2 separate regions of the Sus scrofa genome follow, and region 1 is linked to region 2. A link is a contact called in public HiChIP or PLAC-seq data. All regions are on one chromosome and are shown on one strand. Each heading gives the region's core, a stretch centred on a gene start, on an enhancer-like site or on the middle of the called end of the contact. The rest is flanking DNA. Distances are from core to core; before and after follow the strand shown.

Evidence for each region. HiChIP or PLAC-seq counts read pairs in DNA pulled down with a chosen protein or histone mark.
Region 1: a contact with region 2 is called in an H3K27ac HiChIP or PLAC-seq map of skeletal muscle, with 5 times the contacts expected there. The contact joins two enhancer-like sites. A contact is called at or near these places in 2 of 47 Hi-C or Micro-C datasets (embryonic fibroblasts and fetal skeletal muscle) and 1 of 2 datasets of contacts at active chromatin or transcription factors (skeletal muscle).

The regions. Positions count from the first base shown.
Region 1 is chr7:40,201,704-40,208,674 of Sscrofa11.1, reverse strand. It overlaps RUNX2 (runt-related transcription factor 2), which reads right to left. Exons shown (of 8, transcript XM_005666074.3): 3 at 2,386-2,747. Among named protein-coding and RNA genes, the nearest start is that of SUPT3H, 44 kb to the right of the region's middle. Within about 2 kb of position 3,269, at least 39 of the 83 cell types and tissues checked have an H3K27ac peak or open chromatin away from gene starts, as enhancers often do. A contact at or near this core is called in skeletal muscle, where this site is marked.
Region 2 is chr7:39,512,781-39,519,706 of Sscrofa11.1, reverse strand. No RefSeq gene overlaps it. Among named protein-coding and RNA genes, the nearest start is that of CDC5L, 130 kb to the right of the region's middle. Within about 2 kb of position 2,821, at least 1 of the 83 cell types and tissues checked has an H3K27ac peak or open chromatin away from gene starts, as enhancers often do. A contact at or near this core is called in skeletal muscle, where this site is marked.

The sequences.
Region 1 (6,971 bases), core at 2,020-4,519, 690 kb before region 2:
ATCTGAAAATAGCTCAAACTAATTTGCACTCTATCTTTATGCCAAAAATGTACTTTCTACCCCAAATACTAATGCCCAAAATCAATTCAGCACCATAAACATAAGAGAATACCTCAGGACAGTTAGACTTTAAACATGTTTAGCAGAACAGACTGTAGAACATCAAACATCTAAATGGTATCTTTTAAAACGAAGGCACCTATCCTTATATTTTTAGGTATCCTGACTTGTGACATTTTATCTATTTATTTGTATTATTTGCTGTTTTCATCCAAGGTGTGTGTGTGTATGCGTGTGTGTGTGCGTGCGTGCGTGTGTGTGTGTGTGTGTTTGGAGAGGGTTTTCTTTTGGAGGGAGGTGGAAACAAATTTCCACTCTCACCTAGGGCAAATTACAAAATTCTGAGCCTTTGGTGTACAAGATCTCATATGAAAATCCAAATTTCTACGATTCACACATATTCTGAGCTCTCCATATTTCAAGGAAGAAAACCTTAACTTACAAAATGTGTGGTTCATAAAAGAAGAAATGGGACGGTTAAAACACACACACACATTTCTTGAGCCAACTGCAAAATGAAACTTGCCCCAGAATGCAACATCCCCTTTCCATAACAATTCATTCTGATTTCTGTTCTGATAGCAAACGTAGCAAGATAACCAGCTCTAATTGACCTGGACTCCTCTTCCTTTCCACCCCACCCACACACGGAATCTGAATTGGTGCGTGGGGCGGGGGTGGTGAGCAACATCTGGGAACTGCCAGTGGCCCGTGGGAGTTTAGCCCCGGGATCCACAAGGGAGGAACTGGCACGCGTGCTCCCTTTTTTCCCTCCTCCCCCAAGGCCTGGCTTACCCTGCTCTCCACAGATCTCAGAACCCGGCGGACCCAGGCCCACCTTCGTGGGTTCTGAGGCTAGACCGGGCCTGAAGCATCTTTCTGGAAGCGCTCTTCTCCCCAACTGGCTCACCGCCCACTCCATCCCAGGCGCCAAGTCCCGCGAGGGAGGACGGCCCGGGACCCCAGTTCCCCAGCAACCCGGGATGCTCGCAGCTCTGGGGGCCGTGCGAGGAGGCGAGGTCTCCCCGGGGGACCCCAAACGCACTCCCCGACGCCCTCAATCTGCCGGAAGAGCCGCAGCCCGCGACTCCAATTGCTGACACTCGCCCTCAAACTAACGGGGCGGGCGGAGGAGGCCGCGGGGCGCGCGGAGGGCGCTTTTCAACCCCGGGGTCACTCCCTCCGCTCCCAAATCACGGGCCCCAGCGCCACAAGACCTTTCAGAAGCAGGAGGGACCTCTGGGGTCCAAGTCCTCAAAAGTGAGAATAAGATGACTCGAATCGCACAGTCACCTCCGCTTTCAAGGCAGGCAAGCTGAAGGCATTTCACAGGTTTCCCTTCTCCCTCCCAGGCGCGGCGAGGCGGGGAGCGGGTCCCCGTGGAAGAGGCCGTCCAGCCCCCGCCCCCTTCCCTGGCCCGCGCCGCCTTGCACTTGAGGGTCTGGCGCCCAGGACTCGCGTACTCCCCGGCCTCTGGGCGCGGGGCGACCCCGGCTGCCTCGCCTTCCTCCCAGTAGCCGGAACAAGCGTGGGGCTGCAGGCGGAGAAAATGCCCCCGACCTGTCTCCCCTCACTCGCTCCCCGGGTACCTAAGTTTGCCCGGGACCCTCTCTGACTTCAGTCCGGCGGCCCACGCGCCGCCGCGGCAGCCGGCACTCGGAGCCCCTCCCCAGGCTCGAACTCCGGCGCCGGCACCCCACGAACACAGGCCCCCGAGCCCGAGAGGGGCCGGAGCCGCAGAGGCTCAAACGGGTGGGAGAAGGGGGCGCCGACACGGGCGGAGGGCGCTCGGTTTGGAGGGGAAAGGGTGGGAGCGCGCGGGATCCGGGGGAGGGGTGGCGCGGCAGCCTGAGGCGCAGGGCGGGCAGGGATGCTGGGGAGAGGGACGCGGGAGTCCGTGGGGAGAACGCTGGCGATACCCTGGAGTGGGGGCGGGGTGGAGCAAGTTCGGGCCGCAGCTCGGAGAGTGGGCACCTGGGGGCTCCTGGGGGAGGTAAGACGGCTCGGAGAAGTGGGTCAGAATGTTGGCCGGCAGGCTCCACGGGTGATGAACGGATAAAGAGAACCAGGGTTGAGGTGATGGCTGCGGGCACAGGTGGGAGAGGGAAGGATCTATCTGCACGGGGTCACTACGCCCGGAGCCCGCTGGCAGATCCGGAGGAAGAGGGCCAGACGGCGTTCCTTCGGGTCCGAGCCACCAAGATAGGAACCTTGGAGGCAGTACGGGTCCGGGCTCGGGCCCCCGCGGGCACGGAAACGCTAGCAGGCAGGTCCCGCGGCTCCGGGCAGGGGGCGGGGGGTGGGGGGGCGGCCGCAGCTTCTTACCTTGAAGGCCACGGGCAGGGTCTTGTTGCAACGCCAGTGCGAGGGCAGCACAGAGCACAGGAAGTTGGGGCTGTCGGTGCGGACGAGTTCGGCCGGGTGGTCAGCGATGATCTCCACCATGGTGCGGTTGTCGTGCGGCGGCCGCAACCGGGGCACGGCGGCTGCCGCTGCCGCCGCCGCCGCCGCCGCCGCCGCCGCTGCCGCTGCCTCCTGCTGCTGCTGTTGCTGCTGTTGCTGCTGCTGCTGCTGCTGCTGTTGTTGCTGCTGCTGCTGTTGCGCAGCCACCACCGGGCTCACGTCGCTCATCTTGCCGGGCTGCAGGCTGCTGGAGGGGGGGCTGAAGCGCCGGCTGGTGCTCGGATCTACGGGAATACGCATCACAACAGCCACAAGTTAGCGAAGTGGCCGGGGGAGGGGGAGGAGGGTGGAATGAGGGGCGAGGAGGAGGAAATTGGGGGGGTGGAGGCGAGACGGGGGAAAGGGGATGGAGGTGATGGGGCTGAGGAGGTGAGAAATCAAGTTCGATGAAGCAGACTGCCGGGCGGAGTCTGACGGGGGCCAGCGGTGGCGGTGCGGAGCAATCGGGTTGGCGGGTGACGAGACCCGGGAGGCGCAGATCTTGCTGGAGCCCTTGAAACACCCGGGGTGGCAGCTGCGAACGGGCACCAGGATGTGTTTGGCTCGGGCAGGCGGGAGACTTCACTTCGCAGCAGCTTGGAGTGGGGTCCCTTGGGGCACCGCGTCCTGGGTGCGCTGGCGCCCCCTCCCAGTTCGAGTCCGGCGGTTGAGCCCAGTGGGTTCAGCAGTCCAACCCAGAGGCCAGCATCGCCGCGCGCTGCCCGCCACCGCCGCGCCGCGCCACGAGCAGCTACGCAGCTGCTGGCGTCCGCGCCGCGCCGCCCGCCCGCCCGCGCCGCTGCTGCCGCCGCCGCTCTGCTGCGGCTGCCGCTCCCCCCGCGCCGGCTGCACACTCAGATTCCTCCCGCGGCGGCTGCCAGCCCGGCTCCCCGGCTCGGCTCCTTCCTTTCCCTTCTCCTCTTCTCGCCCTCTCACCGCTCCCTCCTCGCATCCACTCCCTCCAGCTCTTTGCAAAGCTCCCCTGACCCTCGCGCTTCGAGGCGCCAGGAGGTAAGTCGCGGGCAGCGGATCTCGGGGCAGCGGATCTCGAGCCTGCGAATCTCAGCCGCTGCCGCCGCCCGCCGGCCGCGAGAAGTAGCCCCCGGGACGCGGCGTGCAGCTTCCGAAGCCGAGAGAGGCGGCCCGGGTCTAGGGGGATCTCGCCTGGTCGCGTCCTCTTGCTTCTCACCCCCCTCCCCCCTAGAACCAGGAACCCCCTCTTGGTCGGAGGAGGTTGATGCTGAGACGCCAGAGAGCCTGCCGGCTGATCTGCCTGTCGTTATTTTTCGTTGTAACTTCAGGAGAGGAAGAAGGAAAATTCTTGAGCGTCTGTGCTGACTTCTCAGCACTCTTCACCCTTCCCCCACCCCATCCCCCCCCCACCTCTGCCGGAGCGGCTCCCAAGAGGGGTTAAAAAAAAGATTTTACAGAGTTTGGGTGTTTTTTGTCTTAAGCGACTCAAAAAAATTGGGATGGAGGGGACATTTGTCAAAATCGTTTTTAGAAACTCAAACTGTGGGTAGCCGGACACTTTTTTCTTCTATATTCAAACTTGTTCCTAGAGAACAAGGATGAGTTTCTTTAAGGACTGGAAAACTATCAACTTGATGATTAAAATAAGTTGCTAAAACCCTTGCGGGGAGGGGGGGAACCCCAGCAGTTTTCCATGAATCTCAATCTATTAATAAGTCTATTCTGCATCTAAAACTTGGTCTAATGTCTTAACTTCCCCACCACCACCACCACTCCCAAGGAAAAAAAATTAAAATACGAAATAAAATATTCAAAATGCTTCGATGGCTATTTATTTATGTATTTATTTCCCAGTGTGGGTTTAAAAAGCGACTTTGGATCCCCCCAAAAGTTGTGGTCGAAAGGATGAAGGAGCGCAGAAAAAAGGCGGCAGTTTTACCTAAAATGTGGTTTTTGGAGGCTGGGATTTCTAATGATTAGGTTTTTGTGGTTTATATAGACACGACTCTGGCTAAGGCGATCATTACACTGATGAGAGTCAGAAGCACGTGGGTGTCTCCGACCAGCCTCAAACTCTGAGCCTTCAAAACAAATAAAACAATGTGCGGCGCCCGCAGAAGCCGGGAAATCCGCTTGAGGGTATCGCACCCCTAAGAAGGGGGCACAGGGCCGTTTCCCCTCCTCCTAGAATACTTGCTGTCAATCTCCTTTAAACCTCGCAAAGCTTGAAAACGTGTTTGCAAGAAGAATCCTCAGTTGCCAGAGATTCCTAATACGGTAGCTGACACCACACAGTAATAAATGGTTTTATAAAAGAAATGAAAAGTTACAATGCCTCCTCTACAGAGTATTCAGGAAGAAAGATAGTTGAGTCATCACTCATCTCCCCCCGCCCCTTCATCTTATTTAAATCAATTCACATACCCATTAATTTTTGCTGCTCAGCGCAAACGCCTCTCGAACCCTGGTAGGAACCTGCCGCGACCCTACCTCCCGGTTTTTAAAGAATTGCTTTCACTTGCCCAGCCGGCGCTTGGGGGTCTGCGCCTTTAAAGGGGGGCTAAAGAGCTTCGAGAGCCGGCGGGGGCGGGGGGGGGGCGGAAGAGGGGGCCTGGTTGCCTGTACTGGACTCTGGAGCCAATTTCAAGCACACGATGAACTTGCAGGGCTGTAGGCGCGTGGCTTGGGGACCAAGATTGCCCTCTAATGAGATGCGACTGAGGGGCTTCCAATAGTGGGAGCGGAGGGGGAGTTATCTATGCGAGCGCCCTCGCGGGGGTAAGGGTGGGGTTCGGGGGACACTGTTCTGTCCTTCCTCTTTGGGGCTTAATTTTTACCTTCCTTTTTCCCATTTACAACTCCACACCTCCCTTCCCCACTTTTCTCTCCACGTTCCCGCCTCTCCCCCTAATCCCCCTGCAGACGCGAGCCCCCTCGCCGCGCCCCTCCCGCCTCCAAGGCCTTCCCACAGCCACTTGCCATCCTGGGTGACGCATTCTGCATCACCCGCTAGGACACCCCTTCCCCAAACTACTCCCCGGTCTCCTGGCCTCCGAGCCCGGGAGTCCCCATTTATCCTGAGAACCCACTTATCCCGATGGACTTGATGCGCAGCGAGGAATGAACTGTCTCCTGCGCATACAATTTTTAATTATCTTTTCGGTCACAGGGGAGAGCTCTAACCCCGGGCACCGCCGGGCTGCCCGCGCGCACCAGGGTCGGGTCTTCCCCAGCTGCATGCGGCCGGCTAAGGCTAACGAAGGGAAGCCAGGCTTACTGTTCAAAAAGAGAGAGAGCGGACTGCATGCGTGAATTTCCTACCTTACGCCACCACACCGTACTTACTCACACGCACTGGGAGACACACTCTGCTACATCTCCACACTGACATTCATAAATACACATGCACAACACACACAAGTCTTTTTGTTTGTTTGTTTTTTCCTTTTAGCGAGACAGTTTTATTTCAGGCACGTTGTACCTCCATCTATCAAAGATCTCTGATTTGTTGCGTTTTTGAATGTGTAGGGGCTGCAAAGGAGGAGAGAAGTTACCGGAAGCTGGTTATTTCTGTGGTCAAAAGGAGATACAAATTCAGGGACTACCATAGTAGGTGTCAAGCAAGCTGCCTTCTCTGGGGTAGTCCTTCTCCCTGGAAATCCACAGAATCTGGAACTCCCAGAAATGTGGAGACGCTAACAGTCAGTATTTCAAATATGGGCGACCAGACGGCCTTTTAAAATTAAGAAACCCTAGGGCAGTTAAATTTAAGTAATCGTCTTGGGGGCATTTCCTTTTTCTCCATTGCTGTTTTGTCCGTTCTTTGTTTGACTTGGTGGAGAGCAAAATACCCCAGCCTCAGGGTTTGGGTATTTTGACTGGGGATTTTAAGGGCGACTTAATCAATGGTGAATTATTTATTTTAATTAATCATATCCGGTAATTCAGCTTTATAGCCTTCCTTGGACATTCTCCCTCCATTTTCACATTTCAGTGCAGCTAATATAAGCAGCTCTTGGAAGTTACTAGTCTTGGATCCCTTAAAATATCCTACAGTTATTTATAACGTGGAAATGAAATTTTCCACTGAATACCCTCACAACGTTTCAGGTATCTGGCACAGCGGATTTTCAGTCTCCTTTCAAAAATATCCTCTTGCTGAACATTCACACTTTCAACTGGAGCTGACTGAGCCTGGAAATGATGATGTCTTGGCTCAGAGTATTATACTTAAAGGAAGAAAACATTTTTACAGACCCCTAAACCGAACCTCTCCTGGTAATAGTAGGCACAGAGGAAAACTGTGAAATTTGACATATGTGGATTTTGTACTATAGTTTGCATGATCTCACTCCTGGGCTTAGCTTTTTTTTTTTTTTTTCCCTACCCCAAAATGCTCAGAACAAATCACCCACTAGATTCCTCTTCAGACATATGCCTCTGTTCTGTTGTATGTAATGGCATAAAAAAGAAGATACAATTTTCTGAAAATACAG
Region 2 (6,926 bases), core at 1,572-4,071:
CTGGAATATTTTAGGTTTCTCTTTTGCAGGTAGTGTGCCAAGTCATTCCCTCATTCTGCCTATTAGATGGTTAGTTTCCTTTTGCAAGTTAAAGGATTAACTAGAATTACCAGTAATCATGAGCTTCCCCCAAGGACAGGTCAAAGGAAATTAATGGAAACTGCGGCCTTGGGGACACGGGTTGGCTCCACCAGAGGGATTCCTGACTGGGAGACTTACCCCTGGCATGGGTTCCCAGGGGGTGGAATTAGAACCTATCACGGAATCCGGGCACAGCTAGAAATTCCTCCAGGCCCTGGCTCTGAGAGAAGTTACAGGCAAAGCAGATTTCAGAAGGCAGGCTGGTAAAATACTTGGCTGTGAAAAGTTCCAGAAAACTTGAAGCTGAAGGGGGCCTTTGAAATATTCTAGCCTGGGGAGTTCCCATTGTGGCTCAGTGGTAACGAACCAGACTAGTGCCTATGAGGATGCGGGTTCGATCCCTGGCCTCGCCAGCATGGCTGTGAGCTGTGGTGTAGGTCACAGACGTGGCGCGGGTCCCGAGTTGCTGTGGCTGTGGCGTAGGCCAGCAGCTACAGCTCCAATTCACCTTCTGGCCTGGGAACTTCCATATGCCAAGGGCATGGCCCTAAACAAAGACAAAAAAAAAAAAGAAAGAAAGAAAGAAAGAAATATTCCAGCCTGACTCAATCTATAGAGGAGCAAAATGTGTCCAGAGTTTGGCAAGGACTTGCTAAGGACCACCCAGTAACAGTCAAGTCTGGCCACAGTTTCCCAACTTGGAGCTGGTAAAGTTTCCTAGAGATGAGACTGCAGGCTTCCAAGGTTCTCAGTTTATCCATCTATAAAATGGAGCGTTAGATTGAGCACATCAGAATGCAATGGGCTCCTTACAGGTCTCTTCCCTCTCTGGGTGGCAGGTGAATGTCTCAAGGAGGTCACTGGGTGGCCTGGCACATAGCGGGCCCTCGGGAAGTCATGAGGGATTTGGTGAAGGTGATCGTGTGTGTACCCAGTCCCTCTGAAGAGCGGGACAAGATTTCCCTGGACAAGACAGCATCATTGTTGCCATAGGAGCAGACGAGAAACCTGGGTTCTGGGAGCCACATCAAATATGGCAGCTGCTGCTTGTTAGATCTAGGCAATGGGCATAGGAGCGTCCATCATGCTATTGCTTATATTCCAAAAGATTCACTTTACTTTTCTGTTCATTTGAACATCTTCCTTCAAAATGGTTTAAAAGATTAATAGCAACCTAAAGCTTACTCCTAAAAATGGACACACTCGGGAAACTGGCTTCTGGATAATTAGCCACATCACTAGATGCCTGTTGTTGCTAATGGGATGAATGCTCCTGATCCTTTGGTGGCACAAAAGAGAAGTAGGCTCAGTCCTTGTCCCCATGGAATCTGAAGGGAAATGAGACCCATGAGACATTGCCACAAAACAAAGCAGATGTGACTGCAGAGAAGACCCTCGGAGAGCTGGGTCAGCCAAGGTACAGCTACAGACCCCACCCCCTGACCAGCATAGCTGACACAAACCCAGTGCGCAACCACAGTCACACCACAGGCATGTTTAGACGCAACCAGAGGTTGACCAGTGTCCCCTCTGAGGAGAGCCTGGGACCCCTCGCCTCCACCCCTCCTCGTTTCCTGCTGTGGAATATTTGCACAAAGAGGAAAATGAGCCTCAAAAGGGCACACATGTGTGCAAAGGGGAGTTGCAGGGTCACTGCCATGGGGACACGTCGGGCTTATGATATGGTCAATAATGCCACTGCCACCAGGTCCAGGGTCACAGTGGATGGGCACACCTGCAAGCTCTGGGCTGCAGCATGAGAGGAAAGCACCAGAGTTAGAGTCAGATGGCGGTAGACTCCGATGTGAGCTCTGCCACTCACTGGCAGTGTCCAGCAAGTTGCCTAGCCTCACTTTCCCACCTGCGAAATGGGGTTAACAGTGAACCTCTACTACACAGGGCTCGTGCAGGGGGCTGCCTATCTCAGCCTGGCATAGAGTGGGTGCCCAGTTAACACTCCCTTACCCACCCACTCTTGCCCCTCTACAAGGACAGCTTTGGGTTCCTTCATCTGTAAGATCAAGAGGGTGGCTGCGATGACCTCAGAGTTCCCCGCTCAGAGATTTTCATGCTGTCTGCTACCATCCCAAGCCCCTGGAGACAAGTAGAGCACAGGGCAGCCATTCCCAAGGGCTGGTGGACTAAACACCCATGCACGACTCCAAGCCAGAGACTCTATCCCCTCCTCCAACTGGTGGAGCAAGAGACCCAGCTCTCCTCCCAGAGGGCAGCCGAGGACCCAAGGGCAAGGTGGCAGCCAGCAGAAGCTGGGCGGCAGATACTCGAACTTGGGAAAGGAAGCTGGGGGCAGAAATAGCAAAGTCAGATCTGTGTGGGCAGAGCTCCCAGAGGTCACCGAATCCTTCCTGCTTAAGACCACGTGATACCCCTCAGAGGAGAGCACGGGCTGCTTTGCAAGACTTACCAAGAAGCAGGCAACCCCCCCCCCACTGTAAACTACCAACCACGCTGTCCTGAAAAGTCAGAGAAAGATAGAGAGAGAGACTGAGATTGGGAGGGGGTGTGGGGAGAGGGAGAAGTAATTGGTCTACAGTTTCAACCCCAAATAGCCAAGCCTCAGGTAAATGGACAGCTCAGGGGTTGGTCCAGGACCCTCCAGGAGCCGCCTGCCCTCCCCATGAGGGGCCAGAAGTTGCCCAGAGCCCCGAGCGCTCGCTCTCCCACCTCTGGCTCCAGGCTCACTGGAGATGGTGAACAGCTGTTTGCTATTCTGAGTGGAGGAGCCTTTTATATACTTGACGACACATCAAATCATATCTTAATGACGACTGGGAAGACTTCTGTTACAGCTACCGCGTGGATAAAAAGTTATGGGCCTTACAGCACTGGTGTTAATTTCATCTGGGCGAGCGCGCAGCAGAAACTGAACAAGTAGAATGGTTTGGTTTTTAACACTTTGTTTTCAGGCAAAGAGACTGGGAAAGAGTTGCCTCTTTTTTTTTTTTTTTTTTTTTAAGGGCCGCACCTGTAGCGTATGGAAGTTCCCAGGCTAGGGATGGAATCAGAGCTGCAGCTGCTGGCCTACACCGAGCGAGGCCAGGGATGGAAGCCAAATCCTCACAGATACTATGTAGGGTGTGTGTGTGTGTGTGTGTGTGTGTGTGTCTTTTTAGTGTGTGTGTGTGTGTCTTTTTAGTGTCTGTCTGTCTGTCTGTCTTTTTAGGGCCGCACCCGTGGCATATGGAAGTTCCCAGGCTAGGGGTCGAATCAGCCACAGTGACACCAGATCCAAGCTACGTCTGTGACCTATACCCAGCTCACGGCAATGCCGGATCCTTAACCCACTGAGCGAGGCCAGGGATCAAACCTGGAACCTCATGGATGCTAGTTGGATTCGTTTTCCCTGGATCATGGTGGTTCTTAACCCACTGAGTCACAATGGGAACGCCATACATTTCTTGAAAAAAGACTAAAATGCTAGCAGTAGTCTAGTCTTGGGTGGTGGAAAGATAGGTGGATTTCTAAATTATCTACCAAGAGCAGAAATAATTTTTCTAACCTGGAAGAAAAAAAAAAAAGAAATGATATATGCTTCCAAACACATGTGGGTTTTCGGAGCAGGCTGTTAGTTTATACCTGCTGAGATTTTATCACAGGGCTGTTTTTGAGATGGGGTGGGATAGAAGTAGCAGAAAAGCTAAAGGGGAAAAGTCCAGAAGGAAAGGTAGCAGATTCCCCCAGCGAGCCCACGATGGGCAGGCCACAAGGGTCAGGGGGAGGCTGTTAACTTGCCCAGTATGTCTTAAACTCAAAAAGCTTCCCTTTAGCTCAAGAAAAGAGTAGTTGGCAGACAGACACAGCATCTCCTGAGGAAACTTTAGAAAGAGGGATGTGTGGTAGACCTCTGACTATTCTTGCCATCCAGTTAAAAAGAATCTTTAGCTTCTGGAGTATGACTGAGGTTTATGGGGAGACCCACATTTGCAAGGGATAGAAGGAGCTCCCGAAACATGAACGCACTCACTGAAAAAGCATGAGTACTAGAGAAATCCACGATAAGATGTTAAATGAAAAAAGAAAGCCCGGCATTCCCGTTGTGGCGCAGTGGAAACAAACCCAACTAGTATCCATGAGGACTCGGGTTCGATCCCTAGCCCCGCTCAGTGGGTTAAGGATCCGGCATTGCCATGAGCTGTGGTGTAGGCGACAGACATGGCTCAGGTCCCACGTTGCTGTGGCTGTGGCACAGGCTGGCATCTGCAGCTCCGATTTGACCCCAGCCTGGGAACTTCCATATGCTGGGGGAGCGGCCCTAAAAAGCAAAAAAAAAAAAAAAAAAAAAATGCCATCAAATACTATGCATACTATGTATACTGCAGCTATAAAAACATTGTATTCATAGAGATAAGGCCTCAAAAAATCAAAATAGTTACTATGAAGTTGAATTATAAGTGAGGTTTTTTTTAAGTTCTTGATGTAACTGTTAGGTCTAGCAGGGTTTTAGCCAACATTTTATTACGGAAATTTTCAAACTTGCAGCAAAATTGAGAGAATTGTACAATGACTTCCTATTGACCTGCCACTTCTGCTTTTAATGCTGCTTAGTTTTAAACTATTTAAATTGTTTGCTATTGTGATATTTGACACTAACATTAACATGTGTTAGAGTTTCCTGGTGGCACAGTGGGTTAAGGATCTAGCACTGTCGTTGCTGTGGCTCCAGTTACAGCTGTGGTGCGGGTTTAATCCCTGTCCCAGCTTTCACATGCCATGGGTGCGGCCAAAAAATAAATAAATATATATATATAAGTATACATATAAACAATATATAATAAATTATATCTATGTAATATTGTATCATATATATAATACAATATAATAAATTGTATATATAATATTGTATCTCATATATGATACAATATATAATAAATATATATAAAGCCGGATTATAAAATGAACACCTAAGAACACATCACCCAACTTAAGAACCAAAACATCTCCTTGACTCTCGCACCCCCTGGGTGCTCCTTCCTGTTCCTGATCCATTTGCCTCCCCCCAGAGCAGCCATAACCTCATCTGTGAGTTAATCACTATCCTCACCTTTCGTACAGCTTCTGTGTGCATCTGCGCTGCCCAGGGCAGGCCAGGTCCTGCTAAAAGCATCTAACATCTCGACTGGGTAACACGTCATCCACAGTTTGTTTCTGGCTCAAGCAGAACCCGCTGCAGGTGCGCCTGGATCTTCAGGCCAGCTGTCCCTCATGTGGCAACTCCACAGTCCAGGACGCGCTGATTTTTCAGTGCCACCATCTAAATAGGAAGCTCCCCCACAATCACCTCAGCAGCAAGTAAATGCTTCGGCCCAGGAGGGCACGTGAACCTTTCACTCACCGATGGACAGAACTAGTCACGGGGGCTTATCCACTGCAAGGGGATGCTCCCATGTGCCCAGGAGGAGAGGGCAACAGGACTGGAGGCAGCTCTAGGAATCTCCATGTTACACCAAAGCAACCTATGCGTAACTTTTTTGCTTGGGTTCTCGACCTGTATCGCAGAACTCCAAGATTTTAATAATTTATGTAGAATTGTTTGCGATGTAGTTGCGAATTTTATTTCTTCCAGGGTTTGGTCTTTTGTGTTATCTCTCGATGAATTTTAAAGATGGGGGTTTGAAGGGGCAGGTATTGCACAGAGGAAGTGGTCCCTGTCTCATTCATTCTGTTCTAGAAGGAGGTAGAAACAGAGGATGACACAACAGCCGGAGAGGCAGGACTGGCTTGGAGATGCAGCGATACTGCTGAGAAATCTGCAGGCTATCAGAGCCAGGATGTCACAGATCATATGTCCCAGCAGGTGGCCCAGAACATTCAGAAGCAATTCTCTCACCTTACAAGTAAGCGCTCCTGAAAAGTGCATAAACACCCAATGTCCCTTTGTGGAGAAACACAAATAGAAGCGAGGAATAACAAAGCAAAACAAAGTTAAAAAACTTCACAGGGAGAAAAGGAAGCCACCCAACCCTGCGGGCCCCCATCAAACCTGAAGAAGCAGCTGGACCAAACCCAACAGCCTTATTGGAAGCAGGTCACCGATAGCCCCGCAGAATGAAGGTAAGTGAATGGATGGAGACAGCGAATGGAAGATGAAAACGATGAGAAACCTAAAGAAAACCGAGGAGGGTTAATTAAAAACAATCATCTCCTCGTGAAAGTATACAAAGGCAGAAAAAGAAGCAAAGGACAACCAGATGCAAGTTTTGCCTGAGACCCCAGCCACGGTGGCAGAGCCGGGATGTCAGCTGGCAGCTGGCGGAGGGGGGCGCCCATTAGGGACGGGGCATTAGTACCCCCAGCCCTCAACAGCCGTGTTTGGGGACAGGGGACAATTATTAGAAACCTCTTTTTGTGGCTTTCTTTATCTCTATGAGCCCCCAGAAGCTGTGCCAATGTTCATCCGTTTGGTGTCTGAGAAAACAACGCTGATTTCACCAAAACCCTTGCGCTTCTAAAATTAAGAGAACACCCTTCTAAAACTCCCGCAAGTTTCTGTGGTTTTCCAAAATATGTATGTCTTTGCAAATGGGTATTACTCCGAAGGGTGATTTCTTTTTCTCTTCTCTAGATGGCCCCATATTTATACATCAAAGGAATAAAACCAGCGTGGAATATTTTTACCTCCCTAAGAGGCAGCCTTTGGGGGGCGGGGAACACACCGAGTCTCACCATTCAGAATGATGCTGTCCATCTCAGAACGGTCATCCCCCTGCAAACTCCAGCCTCCTCAAAGTGCCCCTCCTGCCACAGGACCCACACCAGCCCCCACTCCATGAGGGGGGCCCCAGGCTCTCCGGGTGGCCTTGCACTCAGTTGTAAAAAACCAGCCA